Linked DNA regions of Gadus morhua: region 2 is linked to region 1. A link is a contact called in public Hi-C data. All regions are on one chromosome and are shown on one strand. The core of a region is the stretch at or near the end of the contact, and the rest is flanking DNA. Distances in the headings are between cores, read along the strand shown.

What was found. A called contact is a pair of places that touch in the nucleus more often than the background predicts.
Region 2: a contact with region 1 is called in a Hi-C map of heart, with 8 times the contacts expected there. The contact joins the promoter of LOC115552271 here to the promoter of si:ch73-70k4.1 in region 1. A contact is called at or near these places in 3 of 6 Hi-C or Micro-C datasets (blood, gill and heart).

Annotation. Positions count from the first base shown.
Region 1 is chr1:26,914,348-26,920,131 of gadMor3.0, reverse strand. It overlaps si:ch73-70k4.1 (pollen-specific leucine-rich repeat extensin-like protein 2), which reads left to right and starts at 2,541. Exons shown (of 5, transcript XR_003976794.1): 1 at 2,541-2,767; 2 at 2,990-3,128; 3 at 3,326-3,969; 4 at 5,105-5,262.
Region 2 is chr1:27,102,354-27,108,137 of gadMor3.0, reverse strand. LOC115552271 (MORN repeat-containing protein 1) reads left to right here and starts at 3,372. Exons shown (of 15, transcript XM_030368197.1): 1 at 3,372-3,474; 2 at 3,702-3,773; 3 at 4,069-4,167; 4 at 4,565-4,675; 5 at 5,108-5,198; 6 at 5,514-5,601. The coding sequence starts at 3,399. si:ch211-251b21.1 (PBP2_iGluR_non_NMDA_like domain-containing protein) reads left to right here. Exons shown (of 10, transcript XM_030364887.1): 7 at 1-45; 8 at 166-385; 9 at 1,211-1,461; 10 at 1,860-2,399. The coding sequence ends at 1,958.

The DNA of each region.
Region 1 (5,784 bases), core at 1,292-3,791:
CACACACACACACACACACACACACCACAGCCCTCCCTCTCTCCTCCTTGGTGTGTTTGTGTGTGTCTGGCTCAGTCATTGAATCCCAGCCAAGAATGTGACTGACTCCGCAGGCAGGCTCGGCTGTTCCAGGAACCAGCCGCCACTCCCCCTCCTCTCGGGTGTAGAGCAGCCAGCAGCCGTACGAGAGGGAGTGAGAAGGGGAAGGAAAGAGGGAGAGAATGGAGAAGAAAAAGCGACCAGAGCTTATGTGAATCATTTGGTTCACGGCTGTAAAAACCAAGAGGATGGGTGGGGTTTTTTGCGAGACGAGTCAAATTTAGCTTCCGAGGGGAAATGCAAATTAAACGACATGGACGCGGTTTATTTTCTTCTGCTTTTCTCTGCTATATTGTTTTATTTTTATTTTTGTCGAACGGCACCAACTAACCGAGTGTCCGATTACATTACAAGAGGAAACGTAAAAGAAACCTTAATATCTTTAATGTTAAAAAAAATAAACTTGTTTTTGAACATTATTTTTAATTGTTTTAGATATTGGTTTATATATAGGCCTACGTTAGACATATGTATACGTTGGATAAGGCTAGTATTAGTAGGTTGGTTATATTTTAGAGTAGTTGTAATAACCTATATTCAGTGATTCGTAATAGGATATGTTAATAGAACAGGCTTTATGAGATCTGTTTCAGTACCTATTATGGTGCAAAGCAGTTACCTGTGATTTATTGTAATACCGCATTTATTCTATTACCACACGTATATTCGAACTAGACAAAATGTTTTTACATCAGCCAACAAAGCAGTAGCCTATTCATAATTCCGTTTATATGCTGCATCAATTCTGCTTAATTAGTTATACTCTCTCGCATCTTCGGAATGTGTGTACCGTGTAGTTAAGGTCAGACTTCCAGAGCAACTTTAAGAATGGTTGTTTACTACTCCTATGGCGTCCCCTAGCCAGATGCGATTATAACTGCAGTTTAATAGGAAGGGCCTAATTTGGGAAGCTCTATGCGCTCCTATACTGCTACTACAGCGGCAGCAGTACAATCAATTGGACATTTATCAAGTTATTATTTGAACTCATTATTGAAGATTCATTGGCTTTTGCGTTTGTACACAATAAATAGAAATTACCACCGGTGAATGACTTTAAAACTCGTATAACACACATTTGTGTGTGTGCGCGTGTGTGTGTGTGTGTGTGTGTGTGTGTGTGTGTGTGTGCGCGCGCGCGTTACCCTCTTGTCAACGTATCATATTCTCAAAACGATTATTGTAATATGGGTTTTGTGAATGGGTAATGGTTATCATTATTGTGTTATTCTTCTGTGTTTCTACATAATATCCCCTGCCTATTTTTCCCGGTGCATTTTGCGGGGCCCTTTCCATCCCAAATTGGACGAGGGCTCGGCTACTTTTTATTCCACATCATCTATCCTGCCCGTAGCCATGGTTACCGTGCACAACATGGGATCACAACTCCTCCTCGACGACATAACATCACTTTCCAAGGCCTAGGCGCCACCCCCCCCCCCCCCCCACTGCAATAGAAGTCATCCAAGACCCAGTCTCTCTCGCTGCCGCTGTGTTTCAGTGCTTAAAGGACTCTGTGGTTGAGGGGAAAAAAGTATTTTACCCTTGTTGGCGACTGAAGAACAAACCCTCTGGAATAGCGATCTAAACCGGGCACCATTCAAAAATTACTGGCCTCACCTTATTTCAAAGTGGCAGGTTTTCCCATAGCGGGTTTTAATCCCTCTCTCTTCTCTTCTTTTCCTTCGCTCAGTTCCAGCTTCTCCTTGTCTTTTCCATTGCATAATTGTAGCCGCTATCCGTTGGTCCCTCGCCTCTGTCCAAAAGCTTAGAAGACTTTACAGAGTGTAGTCCCACCAATAATATGACTTCAAGTTTCCACTTATTGTGTGTCCTTAACCCTATATAGCCTACCGACAGTAAGGTTGTGATGGAGCTAGCACTTGTGCATGATGTCACCTTAATGTTTTGTTGATGCACACCCAGGCCTATGTGAATTTGAAAGAGGAGATTTCATTATTCCAGGCAAGAGGGATATGAATGCGGCCAGGCCTGTGCTAGATCTTAAGAGGTCCTAAGAGGACAAACACACGTAGATACTACTACAATGTTATAATCAGCAGCTATAAAATACCTTTGTATTTTATAGCTTTATTAACTGGCACAAAACACCGTTTTTTTTTCCAATTTACTTCTATTCACATTATAGATCTTTATGCATGTTAGTAGATGGATTTTGGAAAGAAGACAACGATTTTTTAATGAATGAATATTTATTAAACAAATCATAAAATGAATGCATTGATAATAACGTTTTTTCATTGAATATTTTTCATTTGTTTATTAACAATAATATATAGAAACAATAATTTATACAGTACATGATATCATAGCATCAGCCGTAAAACACATTTATCAATTTGGATTATAAATATGCATACAAATTGCCTTGTCGGCTGCGTGTTTCTTATTGGTTGTATTTTAGTGACATCACTGTACAAACAAGGAAGTCCTCGTCTCGTCTAGCTGTGGGATTTACCGCGAAGTTTAATACCAAACCACACATGGCGGACAAATACCCTAAATCTAAGCTGAAGAGAAAGAAATCCGCTGTGATCGAGCCTCAAGGGGACAGATACAAAAAAGATTCTTTGAAGTTTAGTATACCGTTCAATTCCCCTGATCTTACCAAAGAAGTAAAGACTGACAGTAGCAAAGGAAATAGGGGGTAAGAAAATGTAGGGCTTGCTGTTTATTCAACATTAACGGGCTTATACTGGCTCTATACTCTATAGGCTAAATGTGATGGACACATTATGTAAGGGATTTAAACAAGAAACAAGCATGCCAGCTGTTAATTGAATGCAATGTAGCGCTGTACATCATCAGTAGTTTTGGAAAACTATAACGTATCGCCACAGAATCTAACATAAATTTCCCCGATTTGCAGAACAGTGTCTCCAACCCTACCATGGTGGACTCGAAACGATCTGAATTCGTCAGAAAAGCTATGGGCCAGCGCAATAGAGACAGTTCTCCCTTTCCTGGGTTCTGAGCACTGGGACCCCCTCCCAGAACCCTCCGCAGCGGTAAGATGCACTTGCCATCCATTTTATTTCCTCTGTCTCTCTCTAGCTATAGCACCTATGGCGAAGCCCTGAGGGCCATAATAAGCAAAACTTAAGCCAATTTTTCTTTGCAGCACTTTATTTAAAATCAGTATGTTGTCATTGCCTCAGTTCAAAATCCAATTTTAAATGACTATTCTCTTATCAATTGTTTCTAGACTTCCAGGCAGAGCGAACGCCAGCCACCCACTCCAGCCAATGAAGTCCCCCCTTTCCCTGAACCCTCCAGACCCCCAGGATCCCCTCTCCGAAGTCCCCCCCGACCCCTCGATACCCACTCCCCAGCGCAACCCGTCGAACCCTCACCCCCCGCTAGTCCTCCGGTGACCCCTCCTCAGGGCGGAGGAGGAGGTGGGCTCCAGGTCCCAGAGACCACAGCGGCCAGTCCCTCCTCCCTGGTGGTCTATTCACCACCAGGGAGGAGGGAGGACTCGAGACCAGCCCCGACCCAGAAGGAGGTCCCGGCAGGCAGAGAGTCGGTCCCTGAGAAGACGCGGCGAACGGGGGATCTCGCTGGCAGGCCGGTACGGCCGTTCCCGCTTTGGAGCGGGTCCACCGCCAGAGCTTGTGAGCCCCCCCCGGTGGTGCCCCCCTTTTCAGGGGAGCACCTGGCAGAGAGGGGGGAGACGATGAGGGGGGTGCAGGAGGCCATGTTGGATGAGAGGGTGGAGGAGGCGGGACCATCTGGGGCTCAGCGACAGGGTGGCGGCAAGGGGGATGGACCGAAGGAGGCGGAGCTAGGAGAAGGAGGGCGAGAACGAACCCAGTGTTGCCCCATGTGTACGCTGGTGTTCCCAAGCAGGTAATGGAATACGCACCTGGAGCATCATCTGACATTGTGTCTGTTCAGTCATTTAGCAACATGCATTTATCTACCATCATGTCCCTGAGTAGCAGGGAGTCAAACACCCAAACCAAAACCAACCAAAATTATTTTTTGAATTATGACACGAAGATGGGAAAAACATGTATGGCTTGAACACTCTACTAAGTGCTCCCCGAAATCGTGAGAACATTTGAAGATTTTGCCGATTGACTATTGCTTAGCAAATGACGGATGAGATAGCGGATTTGACAGACTTGTCATATCCCTTTGTCCACTTTAGTTTGATTGCGGTTTTTGGAAGGGATAATTCACCGGTTTCTCGACATTTGTGGGGACATGATCCCAGTGTCTTTCTAAAAACTAGACCATCGCAGAATGGATCCCTAAAGGATGTTTCCATTATAAGAGACAGTCAAATTAAAATGGTTTGATTACCTAGACCGGTATTGTCCTTTTTAAACTGTAAACTGTGTCCTGGTTATGGGTCAAGGAAACACATGCTGAGCTATCGAACTAAGGAACATCTTTTGAAATCCTATTTCAGAAGTTTTCTTTTGTATTTTTTTGAGACAGTTTAGTTGTCTTTATAGATGGGTTTATTCTCTAAACAGAGAAAAAAAAAAACACAGATGCCTTCACTGCAACCTTGGCTGTTTCATATAAGTGCTGGTAGATTAGTACATGCTGTAACGTAGCAGGGTGTATTCAGATCGCTGTGTTCAGCACATTTTAAAATGCTCTCAAAAGAGCAGGAGGACCCCTCATGTTTTCCTCCCCCAACTGTGTGTGTGTGTGTGTGTGTGTGTGTGTGTGTGTGTGTGTGTGTGTGTGTGTGTGTGTGTGTGTGTGTGTGTGTGTGTGTGTGTGTGTGTGTGTGTGTGTGTGTGTGTGTGTGTGTGTGCACATGCCTGCGTCCTAGCTCCACCAACCAGTAGTGTGTGTTTTCCACCAGTAATTCCCTTGACAGGAGTGTGTGTGTGCCTTGGCTCGTTTCGGCGGTCACTTCATGGATGTGTGTGCGTGCGTGCTAGCTTCAATAGTTGTGTGTGTGTGTGTGGGCATGCGCTAGCTCCACTAGTAATGTCCTGGCTGTCTCCCTGTGACTCCCCAGGTTCAGCCAGATGGACTGTGACAGCCACCTGGCCCAGTGTCTGTCCGAGATGAACGTCGACATGGCCTGGTGAGAGTGGCTATTGGATGGGGTGGGGGGTTGGCCCTGGCCCTCCCCCAACCTATAGGGTTGGCCCTGGAACGCTCCAAACCAATCAGGTACAACCTTCCCATCACTGACACATTCTGCAAGAATTACGGACATCCCCAGGGCACACTGGGTATGTCCTTACCCAGCGTCAAAAGACATTTTCTTTAACATTGTTTAATAGATTGGTGGAGAATATCAACTGTCTTGACAAGCAATCGATGTTTACTGTTTGTCACTACCTAGAGTTCTTACATTTAAACACGATGTATAGGCTACATGTTATTGTGTTTTGTCTGAGGTTGATCTATCCTAGTTCATTCCGTTGTTTGTCTTTTTGCATTGTTGTTAATATGTCTAGCGTGCTAATGCGCTAGCACGCTACATTCGCCACGATACTAGGTTTCTAGGGCATTGCTAGGGTGTCCTGGGCCGTTGCTATGGCGTTCTGGGTCGTTTACGTGGGTTCTGTATCACCCAGTCTATGCTCTATTGTGCAGAAGGCGAGAAATGCAAATCCCATATGTGTGTCTATTTGAAATCAATTTAGCGTCGGAAATGGAAGTTAATTCCCCCAGCCTAGCTTTGTGGCA
Region 2 (5,784 bases), core at 2,123-4,622, 190 kb before region 1:
GAATACGGAACGGTGGAAGGTGGCTCCTCAATGTCCTTCTTTAAGGTGTGTTGATATCCTGGGTTCAGTCCCCAGCCTACCTGCTTTAGGCATCCATGAGCCAGATGCCTTAACCAAGAAACCTCAGTAAGAGAGCCGATTGTTAACAAGTCTTTTCTTTGGCAGAATTCAAACAACCCAGTCTTCCGGCGTATCTACCAGCACATGGAGCGCGGTAATACCTATGTGGCCACCATGGAGGAAGGCATTACTCGTGCTCAGGAGGGGAACTTCGCCTTTATCGGCGAGGCGGTGTCTCTGGACCTGGCCGCGGGTCGCTACTGCACGCTGACACGCTCCGAGGAGCTTGTGGCCATGAGGGCCTACGCCATCGCAGCACCCGTTGGTAAATGCTTGCCGCCTCACACAGCTACTAAGTGATTGTTTTTATTAGGTACAGGTCATTAAGGAGCAGGTAAGGATTAGAGATATCTTGCCCAAGGATGCCTACAGGTAGGCTGTGGATTTGGGGTTTTTGAAGCCAGAGCCTTTCAGCTAGGAGAAAAAAACAAATCATAACCGCTGATCATATTTATTATTGTTTCATGTCGAGAACTTTGTGTCCTGCTGGATCCTCTTGTTCCTCTTCCTCCCCTCTCCTGATTGGCTGAAGCCCCAATGTTGCTCAAGGCACCTACCAAATAGGTGAGCAAACCGCCGATTAAAGGGCAGACTGACTCAGTCGGGGAGACAGGTAGGATCTGGGATGAAGTCTGATCTGATAGCAGAGTTTTCATGTGTCGGCCATCGCCCGACGATGCAGCTCGGTGAAAGACTGATCGTCCAGACCAGTAGTAGGTACGTTGGCCGAAGTTGGCCCGACTTTAAAAGTCACTTACTGGGTCCGGGGCTTCAATATACCTGCAGGAATCCGAGAGAATTGCGCCTAGCCCCCACCCGCTCAAAAAAGACATGTATCCTATTGCAAGTCGCTTAATGTTTGTCGCTTTGAATAAGAGCACCTGCTAAACGACTAATGACTACTATTTAGTCAAATGACTCTAGAGTAAAATGACCAAATGCTAAATAGCTCTTCTGATAAAGGTAACAAGGCCTTGAACGAGGCCTCCTAAGCCCTGGACCTTCCTGGCTGGGAGGTCATTTTCTCTTCCCTCAAAGTTCACCACACCTCGGCCCCTTGTTTCCTTCCTTCCTCTACTTCCTTCCTTAGATTCGCCGCTGGTGAAGAACCTGACGGTGGCCATCCTGCAGCTCAGTGAGGGCGGGGAGCTCACCTACCTGCGAGACAAGTGGTGGCCCAACAACTGCCGGGAGGGCCAGGATGCTCACTCTGCCAACGCACTGGGGCTCCAGAACCTGCTGGGCCTCTTCCTCCTGCTGGGGCTGGGCCTGGCCCTGGGCCTCCTCGTAGCCCTGCTTGAGCTCCTATCCAAGGCCCGGAGCCTGGCCAAGGATGGGAAGGTAATGGTGACTGTAATGGGTGGTGACACGTTCCAGGTTCAGAAGGAATGGCGGAAACAACTTCCCCCCATGATATACAAGGCTGTTACACCGCCTTTCATAATGTGCTCTATAATGACAGCCCACGTGGAAGCGTCAACACAGATTAATCAGCCGACGGGTCGGTACAGACAACCGGGTAGGATGTTATGTCAATCCATCTACAACACCTGGTGGTAAAATGTGATAATTTGACCACACCTGGTGCTAAAACAGAGACCCTTTAACGGTACCGGTCAGTTGAAAAAAATAAAATAATATCCAAATATAATGGAGACTCAGTATTGTCCAGCTTCTTCAAGCTTGTGTGTGTTGTGTTTAAATGTGTTTTGTGTGTGTTTCTCTGTTTACTCCTCCAGAAGTCGTGCTGCTCAGCGCTGTCCACAGAGTTAGCTCAGCGTTTCAGAGGCGGGGCGGAGAGCGCGGACCAGGAGATCGCAGATAAGAGCAAGGCGTAACAGAACGCCATCAGAGTCCAGATGCCCGGACGCTCATAGTGGAGTTTCAAAGTGGAAGGAACTAGGCTGAATGTAGGACCTCATTCTGAATGGAAGCAGCTATAACTGACAGAGGTTAATTTTTCCCCAGTGAGAATAGGTATTCCATTCCTATAGATTGCTTTTCTTAACCGTTCAAGTAACTGTGAATGCACCATTTGAGTGTCAAACGATGTCAACGTTCAAATATTTTGTCACTGTAGGCAACTATTTAGCAGGGCAAATTAGCCATATCCAATGCTATCAAGAAAGTGTGTTATGCAATGAAAAAAAACTATTGTAAGGTGTTACATTCGCTAGGCTATAGTGTGACAGCAAGAATCCATAGGCAAGAACAACTTCAGCCTACAAAGTATGATTATCGGCATTTCACATTAAATAAAGGATTGATGAAATAAAGAGTTTTGTGAAAGTGGTATGCTTTGGAAACATGAACTACTATAATGGCATGTCAAATGTTAAGAATATATATACCCTACATATATCATATATATAAATATCTAATATATATAATGTTTACCACAGCCATAGTTTACTTACTTTAAAGAGGACCTATTATGCTTTTTCGACTTTTATGACCTATAAACGTTGTTATAATGATTGATAGTCATGTTTAACCATACTAAAGTGTCAAATAATGATGTACATGCAGTTCGACGTATTCCCTGCTGACAGTCTGGGGTGGCTGGGCAGAGCGCTAGACACTCGGAACAACGTTTGCGATTCACTTGTTCACATTTCCGGGAAATCATCTACGTGAACGCACTCCTGCAACGCCCCCATATGCCTGGTCAAATCTGCCCACTCTGCCCCCGCGCGGGGGTCTTCCCTAAGGTAACCAATCACAACGGAGTGGGGTTGGCAGGAGTGGGGCGAGGGGGCGGAGAAGGACGAAACCGAGCGTTGACAGAGAATGCTGAAAGCGCCCAGATGAGAGGAAGAGTTTCCCGAAAAACTACATCGTTTTTTGTGCTGTGATTCGTGTGAGGTTGCGCTATAGGAGTCATTAATAATAAATGAAGACCAGAAAATTAGCATAATAGGGGCTCTTTAATGAACTAACGTTTGGCCTTATGGCATAAATGGTCATTGTACTGCATAAAGTTTATGCAGTACAATGACCATTTACATTTCTTACATGTTTTATATATTTACAATTATTTCACCTTATTTGCCACCCATGTTTGAAGACGAACAGTATGCAGTACAATGACCATTTACATTTCTTACATGTTTTATATATTTACAATTATTTCACCTTATTTGCCACCCATGTTTGAAGACGAACAAAGTATAGCTTATGTATGCCTCTACAATTTACCTTCGTATATTGGTTTTATTCGTTTTGCAACTCTTTATTGTTGCAAAGCGGAGTTGCAGTTGCTATGGATCCGCGTTGTCATGGACGCAATCAAATTAAAGATGGAGTCCAAGAAAGCGAACTATGTCGGAGAGGTCTCCAATCAAAAACGTCATGGTAAATACATTACTTTTAGTTTTAGAGAGTATCTCCGGTTAAGCTTGACAGTGCTTGTTATAATCCTACAAAGTATGCCTAATATTCATTGAATCATCAATTAATGTATAAAGATATGACAATTGGTCGATTTACAATCCATGTGACCAAGGTATCGTTAGAGTTAGCGAGAGATAGTGTGTTATTAACTATCCAGGCTAACTCAAGTCCCATCAATATCCCAATAGGCTACGGAAAATATGTTTACCCAAACAGCTTTTTCCTCTATGAAGGGGAATGGAGCATGGGGAGAAAGCACGGTGAGTTAAGTTCTCACCCAGACTACATTTTAAACTTGAATATCTCGTCTAACGTTCATGTGTAGATCTGAATCACAAAGTTAGGCATTTTCAAATGTCTGTTCATCCTACGAACAGTTTGTTCAAGCAAATACTCAAGTCTTTATGAGATAAAGAATTCATCTGTTTTTTTTCCTCGTGCGGGTTACTGATTAAACAAGCAAGGATTATGTTAGGGTTGTGGTGTAGATTATGGATTATGTTATGTGTCTTTATTGACGGGTATAAATTGCCGCTGGTTCTTGTTTTGGAGCAGGCCTTGGCAAACTGATGATGAAAGATGGCAGTTTTTATGAGGGGGAATTTATCTGCGGGGAGATTGAAGGAAGCGGCCTGCGACACTGGGCTAAAACGGGTAAGATGCCTTCAGGGTCTCGATGTTAATGTTGATTATGCCTGAGTTATACGAATCATAGCAGTTATTACGCCGCTGACATGATATTGTCAGTAAAAAAAAAGAGGACTGCACACATATGGCAACCGTCTGCCCTTAAATTATAGGGTAACGATATTAAAGTGGTAATAACATATTCTATATGATAAATGTATTTTAATGAGAACCTTTCTGTTATTCCAATTGTTCCATATATTTCCCTCAACTAAATCTACAGTACTGTATACATAAACAGTTTTTACATCTTATTTATGCATATGTTTGTTATAGTCTTCTATATTAATTTAGTTTTGACGTAAACAGACTGATATAGCTATTCAAACCAGGCTCATATGTTTATTCAACGTCTGTTTTGAAGGGGATTCTTACTCTGGAGAGTTCAAACAAGGTGAGCTCCATGGCTTTGGAGTACTGCAGAGAGCCAGCGGTGAATCATATGAAGGACAGTTCTGCTGCGGCCTCAGAGAAGGTGGGGAAGGAACGCATTGACGAGGAAACACTTGTTAATAAATTTAGTCCCAACTTTCCAAATCCCTTTGGCTGTGACGATAATCCCACATAACCTGGAGACGTATATATTGGGTATGAAATGGCCCCAGAAGTAATTTATTACAGGATTTGTGTGTAGAGCATTTTATATATAAATATATGTGCATATAATAATACATATTCGTGTGAGAGAGAGAGCGAGAGAGAGAGAGAGAGAGAGAGAGAGAGAGAGAGAGAGAGAGAGAGAGAGAGAGAGAGAGAGAGAGAGAGAGAGAGAGAGAGAGAGAGAGAGAGAGAGAGAGAGAGAGAGAGAGAGAGAGAGAGAGAGAGAGAGAGTGTGTGTCAAAAGGGGGCTTCAAGTATTAGGGACTTTATTGTCATTACACATGTCAAAAATTAACAAAATCCTCAGGTCACGGATCCCTGACAGATTCAGATGGCCATGCCTACCTAGGCTCCTTTCACCGGGACAAGAGACACGGGGAGGGCCGCATCGAGTACAGGTAGGAACCCTCTGACCAACAGTGTTTTCTGGGTTGTGTACAGGAGGTACCGCTGCATGTGGAACAAATTTAGTGATTAGAATCCTTTGACATATGAAAACAACAAATAGGTGTGCTGATTGATTTATAGGTTCATATTTCTTTACCAGGAATAGTGGACATTGGGTTGAATATTACACCGTAAAGTCAGTCTTGCTTTACCCCGCATCAAAATAATTATATATCTTTACTGAACTTAAACAATATTAATTTATTGGAGTTACATTCCGATTCAAAATGTGGCTTGATTCCGAGTGCTACGCTTTTATTTTGTAGTAACGGGGACCAGTATGAAGGAAGTTGGGTCCTGGACCAGAAGCAGGGCCAGGGAGTTCTGCGCTGTGTGGACGGATCTCTGTACGATGTGAGTCTCTGCTGTGGTGCACCAAACACTAGCCTATCCTCCACGTCCATCTTAAATGTATTTACCCCTTTAATTTAAAAGACTCACAAATCTTTTACTATTAAATTACTATAATAAGTAGTTCGGATTACTTAACGTTGATGGTAACTTTCACTTAGTCTTAAAATGGGATAACTCCTTTAC